Regions from separate parts of the Xenopus tropicalis genome. Here region 2 is linked to region 1. The links are chromatin contacts, called in public Hi-C maps. All regions are on one chromosome and are shown on one strand. The core of a region is the stretch at or near the end of the contact, and the rest is flanking DNA. Distances in the headings are between cores, read along the strand shown. Region 1 overlaps ski (ski oncogene). Region 2 holds the start of ski (ski oncogene).

The links. A called contact is a pair of places that touch in the nucleus more often than the background predicts.
Region 2: a contact with region 1 is called in a Hi-C map of neurula embryo, with 2.6 times the contacts expected there. The contact joins the promoter of ski here to the enhancer-like site in region 1. A contact is called at or near these places in 3 of 5 Hi-C or Micro-C datasets (gastrula embryo, liver and neurula embryo).

The regions. Positions count from the first base shown.
Region 1 is chr7:91,208,703-91,212,960 of UCB_Xtro_10.0, forward strand. All of the region lies in intron 1 of ski (ski oncogene), which reads right to left. Among named protein-coding and RNA genes, the nearest start is that of ski, 47 kb to the right of the region's middle. Within about 2 kb of position 1,424, at least 1 of the 11 cell types and tissues checked has an H3K27ac peak or open chromatin away from gene starts, as enhancers often do. A contact at or near this core is called in neurula embryo, where this site is marked.
Region 2 is chr7:91,255,876-91,259,792 of UCB_Xtro_10.0, forward strand. It overlaps ski (ski oncogene), which reads right to left and starts at 2,179. Exons shown (of 7, transcript XM_004916154.4): 1 at 570-2,179. The coding sequence starts at 1,499.

The DNA.
Region 1 (4,258 bases), core at 174-2,673:
AAGCACCATTCATTCTGATATTGTTGGAGGTTCCTCTGACCCTTGTTGGTTGGGATTGTGTAAATGTGCTTCCTGAAGAGAAATAGGGCAACCATAAATTCTTTCACATCAATGCAGCCCTGCTAATGCAGTGCTGAGGTTGTAGCTTTTTCCCTGTCCTCCCGTTCCACTTTGCCTTATGTCAAATCAAATTACATGAACAATCAATTTTTCTGTCTAGCCATTTTTTCCGTACGCTTGCTCCTTGCAGGGGGTGGAAGGGAGGGAGGTGGGTGCTTGGAGTCTTGCCAGAGATTCATCAATAGGCAGGCTCCACGTGTGGTGGAAAGGTTTGGCGACAATGTGTCCTCTCTTTACTTTATTCCTGGCTACCCTCCAAAATTCACACCTGCACAGAACCATTGAAACCCTACTAAAAGTTTAGCAAGGGGTGTTAAATGAAATTAGTTTGGAAGAGAGCAAGAGAAAGACTCCAGCGGTAAAGGGATATGTTATAATTTACAAAGACCATGCCTTCTCTTCTTATGCTTCAATAAAGCCACAAGGAAGTGCTGTCTGAGACAACCTATAATTATGAAAATACTTCAACATGAAGACCAGGTGGACTAGCAAAAGGCAAAACAAATATAACTACATACAGATTAGCATTCCACATTTATCAAGAAGATCATGTGTTTAGTCTATTTTGCGATCAGCGTATAATAATGCAGTATTACCTGCCCTTGTACAATGGGGCATATTATTCTCTCCTTTGCATAACAAATCCTGCATTAAAAGTTAGCTGGATATTCCATTTCAGACATTATGTAAGTAACTGAACTCCTCTACTGTGTTGAGCTGTCCAAGGCAGATATTGTCTTCAAAAAATTAAATCACAACAGTACTTTTACAGTTGCCCACTAGGTGATGCTGTTCCAATTAGGTCTATGAAGAATGATGCAGCAGAGACACATAGTTATCTCTATAAGCATCAATGCAAAGATATAATGGTGCTAAAAACAAGAGGTACTTGCGTTCTGTGCAGTCCATTTAACAGAATGTTACATGAAACACTGTATAAACATTTCCATGTGTTAATGTTGCATGCAGTACAGGGTATTATTCAACTGCTAAATTTGATCAAAAAGTCCAAAATAAACGTAGGTAGAAAACACATACAAAACACAAAAATAAAACCTAAAAAGAGAAAGAAAACAAAATACACCAAGGGAAACTAATCAGGAGCAGATCTGATTTACTGTGATGCTAAAGTGTAGAATGGGAAGAGGAGTAAAAACAAACTGCCCCATGGGATACTAAAAAACAGAAAGAAGCTGTGGCTCAAAAGGAAAACATGCAGGCACAATGCACCATGGAGAGTATAAGGGGTGAGAAGAGGTCAGTGGCTTTCATGAGTGTTCTAGTGGGAGTGCACGGCTATGAAAGATGGTTGGAGCCCATAAGGGTCATTTCCAGCCCTGTTTCTGGGCTGGAGGTTCAATCAGAGGTAAATGGCTAGACAAGAGCCAATAAAACAGTAGCCCCTTTCAAAAGAGGAGGACGTTAATTCTTAACTCTTTGTTAAAGCCAATGACCAGATACAATAAAGCATGGGGAAAAACTTGCCCATAACAAAAGGCACAGAGCTGGATTCAGTTCTTCACTGCTCTTTCTCTGCCAACCAGCAATCTGTGAGAAAGAATTCATGTTCAATGGATTCTGGGTAGGAATATGTGAAGGGCACCCTTCTAAGAATGTTCCGCAAAATAACCCTAATTAGGAGGGCTAAGTATTAAGCGATATCATATATGTACAACATTTATAGTAAAATGTGTGGTTTAAAATTATTTGTCTATGAAATGACAACAGTTCCTGTTATACTGGACCTTGACTTTTCCAGGGGTAGAAGGGTATAAAAAGACAACACAACTTGTAAAAATTATCTTTTTATATTAGAGACAGTATGCTTTATAAACACTTCACTCTGAACAATTACAAAAGGAAGGAGAGAGCCCTTTTCTTACAGATTCTAAAGCTGTTTAGCCTCAGACATTCCAGAGTCATTACACCCAAAGTTGCGGGGTGTATATGTTAATGGATTTTTGGCTTGCTGCCCTTCCTCACAAAGGATCAATATGAAACAAGCAAAGTTTTCCATTCAGGATTAAAGGAGATGTTGCCCAAGATGAGAAAGGCAGCATGAAACACAGGATGTTGTGGTCACAACACTTGGAAGGGTTATATACTAGGAATCCAAGTTAATTAAAAGAGACTGCTTTAATATGAACTTCAAGGAAGTGTGGCTCTTGTTTATGGCTGCCCAGCTTAAATGCATTTTTATGACCGATAAAAAAAAAATAACGAAACAAAGACTTTAGGACAAGGTGTCTGTGTTATTAGACACAGACAAATGCTATCTGACCAGGTTTGTAAAATAAAATAGAAGTTACACAACTTATGGATTGTTGTTAAGGCAGCAACACAAGAGCAAAGGCCCACAAGGTCTCATCAACATATGGGGCACACATTTCTATAATAAATCTTTAAGGGGATAAATATTACTAACTTTAATGTCTAGGAATACAAATTACATGTGTAAAGGTGGCCATACACGCACCGATATTATCGTACAAAACCTCGTTTCGTACGATAATCGGTGCATGTATGGCATGTCGGCGAGTCGACCGATATCGCAGGAAGCTGCTGATATCGGACGACTCGCCGATCGGACCAGTTTGAAAATTTTGATCGGGCGCCATAGAAGGCGCCTGACCAAAATTCTCCTTTCAGAGCTGAATCGGCAGAAGGAGGTAGAAATCCTATTGTTTCTACCTCCTTACCTGCCGATTCAGCCCTGAATGGTGTGTGGCGGATCTTACGATGTTTCGTGCGACCGATGGTCGTACGAAACATCGTCAGATCGCCACGTGTATGGCCACCTTTACCCATGCCGAGTAAAGTCATATATCCTTCAGATCTAACTGGTTAAAGTATTTCCCGCAAACATACATTTATCTTTTGTTGTTATTTTATAGGACTCATTATAGATTAACAGAAACGTTGCTGTGATAAAGTTATAGCCACTTGCCTTGCTACTTAATGTGGGCATTACTACTACTTCATTGTAGATCAGGCAACAGCACTTTTAGCTATCAACACATATATACTGGAGTTTTAATACTAAATACGATTTAAGCCCAAAACACACAGACAAGTGATCTTCAAGCTAGTTCAGAAACAAGTGAACTGGGCAACCTGAAAACTCTGACCAGGTTAACACAAAGCACACCAAGTTACATTAAATGGCACTACCTATAGATAGCAACCGATGGGGGGGAGATTAATTAATGCTTAATAAATCCTTAGTAACATGGTTTGTCTGGCACACCAGTCAGATAGATATTCCAAAAGTCAGCTCCTGTGTGACCTGTGTCAAATCAATAAACGTCCTCTGCTGGGTCTTGTCTGCTAGCCCAGATCAATAATTCTTGAACTGCAGATCTTGATGGCCAATGGTGTACATTTTTAAGATCAGTGGTGGTCATTTAATGGTCAAGTAACTACCACAATCTCACCGTGCTTAGGGATCTTCATAAATCTGTATGATCTGAACCTTGGCATTTTTAGAGGCACCAAAGCTCACAGCCATACTAAATAAACCTGCTACAATGGCTTTGGGGCAGCTGTTAATTCCCTAATGTTAGCACTGTGCCATATTGATCAATAGTGTATCTGCAAATAATCTGGTAACCAAGCCACCTGTTCTATTGTGAGGACATCCTTAAGATATGTCCAGTCAGTGAGTCCTGAGGGTTGGAGTTCAGAACCTTTCTTAAAACTTCACACATGACATCTTTGGAATTGTTTGGAAAAACTGAAAAAGCCTGGTTTTCTGAACAAACAGGAACGCTTTAAAAATATGGTGTAAAGCAGTAAATGGAATGACAGAGAACCACACTCTTACCAGACAAAAAGATTAATCAAACTCTTAACTTGGGCCTGTGAATAGCTCTTTAGGCTCCTTCCATCATTGCGCCCAAGCCCAACTAAAGTCTTTGGAGTTATATAATGTGCCACTTGCCACAAAAGCAGAAATGCCCCATAGAATTGGTTTCTGGCCTACAAATATGCTGCACCCATTCAAAACTCTAAAAAGGGTAATCAAGTAAAGTATTTTCAGTCAGGGGTTTAGCATGATCCTCCTTGCTACAGATTCCCCGTGCAGCATAAAAGCAAGCAGGGGCCTATTTCTTTACCAGTTTGAAGTTTTAAATGAAAC
Region 2 (3,917 bases), core at 929-3,428, 48 kb after region 1:
TTCAGTAATGTTGATCAACCATGCGCTGGCAATTGCCAATGCCAAGAACGCTCACTATATATGCTTACCCAGGCAGTATCTAACGGCTTTACTTTTATGGGATAAAGGATTAACAACCAAGTCAATTCCTGCAATATTGCAGAATACTTTCCATACAAAATACAGTTGCTTGGGAGGGTACAAAGTTTTGAGGCACACGTAAGGCAATGGCACAGCTGGGCACATGCCCAGAAATTAGCGGGCCAGCCGCAGAAATACACAGCACCAACAGGCCACAATTTAAGACATACCATTATTCAAGCCAAAGAAAAACACACCCGCAATTCCCATCACCTTGTTGGTACCGTAAGGTTTTTAACTCTACAGCTCCTGGGGTAAAGCAACTAAACTTTTCAAGTAATCTTTTATTGAAAAGAAAATTTCTCTCTGGGAATAACTGCTGTTGGAAAAGTGGCTAGTAGCACACCGCTACTAAAGTCTATGGTTTAGCCCTCAGATAAGACAAAGAAACAGACCAAAGCAAGCTGGCCAGGTAATGAAGGCTACCTGTAGCCACCCCACTTACTCACCCTGGCTGCTTTCCTCTTGTACTTGTTGCTGTAGTCGAACTTCTCCTTCATCTCCTCCAGCAGCCGGCTCAGCCTAGCCTGCTCCTCCTCTCCCCCGGCCCCGGGGTTATCCCGGGCCAGCAAGATGTAGGCCCTCCAGTTGGCCGAGTCGAAGCCCCAGTGGCAAGTCCGGTTCTCCAGCGCCTTATGCGAGTGCACCACGAACTTGTGCGGGGGATACATGAGGCGGCAGTCCAGGCACTGGATGCAGGGGGCGCTGGGGTGGCCGTACAGCTCGGGCACGAACAGGCCCCGGCACTTGCCGAAGCACTCATGGTACACCCTGAAACTGCTCTCGGTCAGCTCCAGCTCTAAGGGTCCCGGCGGGAAGTCGCTCTTCTTGGCGCAGCGGGGCGGGTAGCTGCCCCCATACAGCAGGGCGTTGCACAGCCGCTCCGCGTCCGTCTTGGTGATGAGGCCACAGGAGGGCGCCGAGAAGGGCAGGATGCCCATCACCTTGAGGATCTCCAGCTGGTCGGCCGTACAGCGGGAGCAATACACGTGTAGCTCGTCGCACACGGCGTTGATCTGTTGCAGGCTGAAGTCCCGCAGCACCGAATTGAGGATCTGGGGCAGACACAGGCGCTTCTCGCCTCCGACCACAAAGCAAGAGATTGTCTCCCCCTCCAGAATAGTCTCGCACCTCTCCGTGGAGCGGTCTGAGGGCATGAAGAGGGGCCCCCCGGGGATGACTGGGGGCGGCTGGCTGGGTAAATGTAGAACGGGCTCCGGGGGCTCCTTGCCGCTCTCCTTCTTGTACATGTCCTGAGCCCAGCGGGCTGAGAAGGCGGCCGGGCCGCCCAGAGAGCTCATGGAGCTCAGGTGGAACTGTTCCAGGGTCTTCTGGAGCCCGGGATGGGGCTGGAAGCTGCTCCGGCTCACGGTCTCCATGCCTGAAAGCTCCCCGACACTACTCGGAGCAGCCACTCACACTCACTGGGGCAAGTTCCGCGCAGGTCAATCGATCGCTGCCTTTGGGCTTTACTCTCAATCCACAGTGGCGCTCAGTGGGCTCTCTGAGCCTCCATATAGCCGTGCTGTGCCCACTCTCTCCTGGGCTATCCCTTGCCACTCACAGCGCTTCATCCAGCTGGGAGCTGCTCAGTGCCGAGATGGGCTCCTCCTGCCCATAGCGTCCCAGCCAGCTCACTAACTCCGAGTCCCTGTCACTTTCCGCTGAGGAGGCACAAACGCGGCTGAACTTTCCCTCAGTACCCAGGGGGGAGGGGGCTGCGGCTGCGTTTGTGGGAAGTTGCGGGCGGGACAGCAGCGGCTCCGGCTCACGAGTTCCCCTTCATGTTGCTCTGCTGGAGGTTAGGGGAGAGCTCGGCTCTGCCTCCCATACACACAGGCTGCTGCCTTCCCGGTGCTGTTCACTGCCTGAATGCCTCCTGCCTCATGCACCCTGTCTGCGCTCTGCGCTCCCCCTCCCTCATTCCCTCCCCTCTTCCTCTCCCTTCTCCACCCCCTTTCTCTCTGTTTGTTGGTGTCTGCCTCAGTCATTGAATCCCAGCCAAGAATGTGACCAACTCCCCAGGCTGTGGCTCTTCCAGGAACAACCTCCACCCCCTCCCTCCTCCTTCTGCTGCCGCTGCTGCTGCCTTTTTTTTTTTTTTTTTTTTTTTTTCTACTGCAAAGCGGAAAAAAAAAACTTGTCTGTCGAAGGCAAAATAAATCTCGTGTTTCTCATGCGTAAAACCATTGGCTACAAAAGAGGAAGGGTGTTTTTTTTTCTTTTTTCAATAAACAGAGAATGCAAGGGGATAATGCTATACAAAAGGTGAAAAGGTAATTCTCAACTATTCCCCCACATAAGGCTATTATTTTTCCTGCCATATATTTATATACTGTCCTTTTATCTGTCTCTTTTTTCACATACAAATATATAAAGTTTCAATTTGTAGATTGTAAGCTCTTTTGGGCAGGGCTCTCTTCACCTCTTGTATCGGTTATTGATTGCTTTATATGTTACTCTGTATGCCCAATGTATGAAACCCACTTATTGTACAGCGCTGCGGAATATGTTGGCGCTTTATAAATAAATGTTAATAATAATAATAATTTGGGGTACATTTTAAATCTTTAAAGTCTTTAAACTTGCACAGGCACAGAATATCACACTCACTATTAATATGCAGGGCCACACAATGCCAAGCCAACTGCTAGAAAATGCATGGCAATGGTACATGCCTGGGCACATAGGAAAAAAAAGGATGAATAAAAACGCCTGTATGCAAACTTGTCCAGTGCTTGTCATGCCCCATGACTGCATGACATTTAGGGAACTGGCACATGGGGCATTTTTTTGCCTGCGGATAAAAAAAAACACATCCAAAAATACCTTTCTGTAGACTACCTTTCTGTGTATACATGGGCAGATTCTGCCCCTTCAGACTGAGATGGCAGCTTTTCTGTCCACGTATAAGACCCTCCAAAGGGCCTGCCCTACCAATATCTGGGCGAAAATTGGACGGATAGTTTTTTGGCTTGTTGATGTGGTCCTCACCCGAAGGCCTGCATTACAGTTCATTATTGCCCACCTCAAGGTGGGCAATAATAAACAAGCAGATCTTTGCATGAATGGCCACCGATTAGAAGAAGGCGAATGTCATGCCTATATTTAAAAAGGGAGTAAGATCTCAGCCTGGCAATTATAGGCCTGTAAGTTTGACATCCGTAGTGGGCAAGTTATTTGAAGGCTTGTTAAGGGATCACATTCAAAATTATGTAGTGGAGAATGCCATTATGAGCAGTAATCAGCATGGCTTTATGAAGGACAGGTCATGTCAGACCAATTTAATTGCTTTTTATGATGAGGTAAGTAAGAAGCTGGACAGTGGGGATGCAGTAGATATAATCTATTTGGATTTTGCCAAAGCATTTGACACCGTTCCACACAAATGACTGCTTTCTAAGCTAAGGTCTATTGGTCTTAGTGAAGTCATTTGCACATGGATAGAAAACTGGCTACAGGATCGGGTACAGAGGGTGGTTGTTAATGGTACATTCTCTACTTGGAGTAAGGTTCTCAGTGGGGTCCCTCAGGGTTCTGTACTGGGTCCACTTTTGTTTAATTTGTTCATAAATGACTTAGGGGAGGGTATTATAAGTAATGTATCAGTGTTTGCAGATGACACAAAACTCTGCAGACCAGTCAATTCTATCCAGGATGTGGCATCCTTGCAGCAGGATCTTGGCCAACTGGCAATCTGGGCGGCTAAGTGGCAGATGAGATTTAATGTGGATAAATGTAAGGTCATGCACCTGGGATGTAAAACTATGCAAGCCACTTATACCCTTAATGGGACT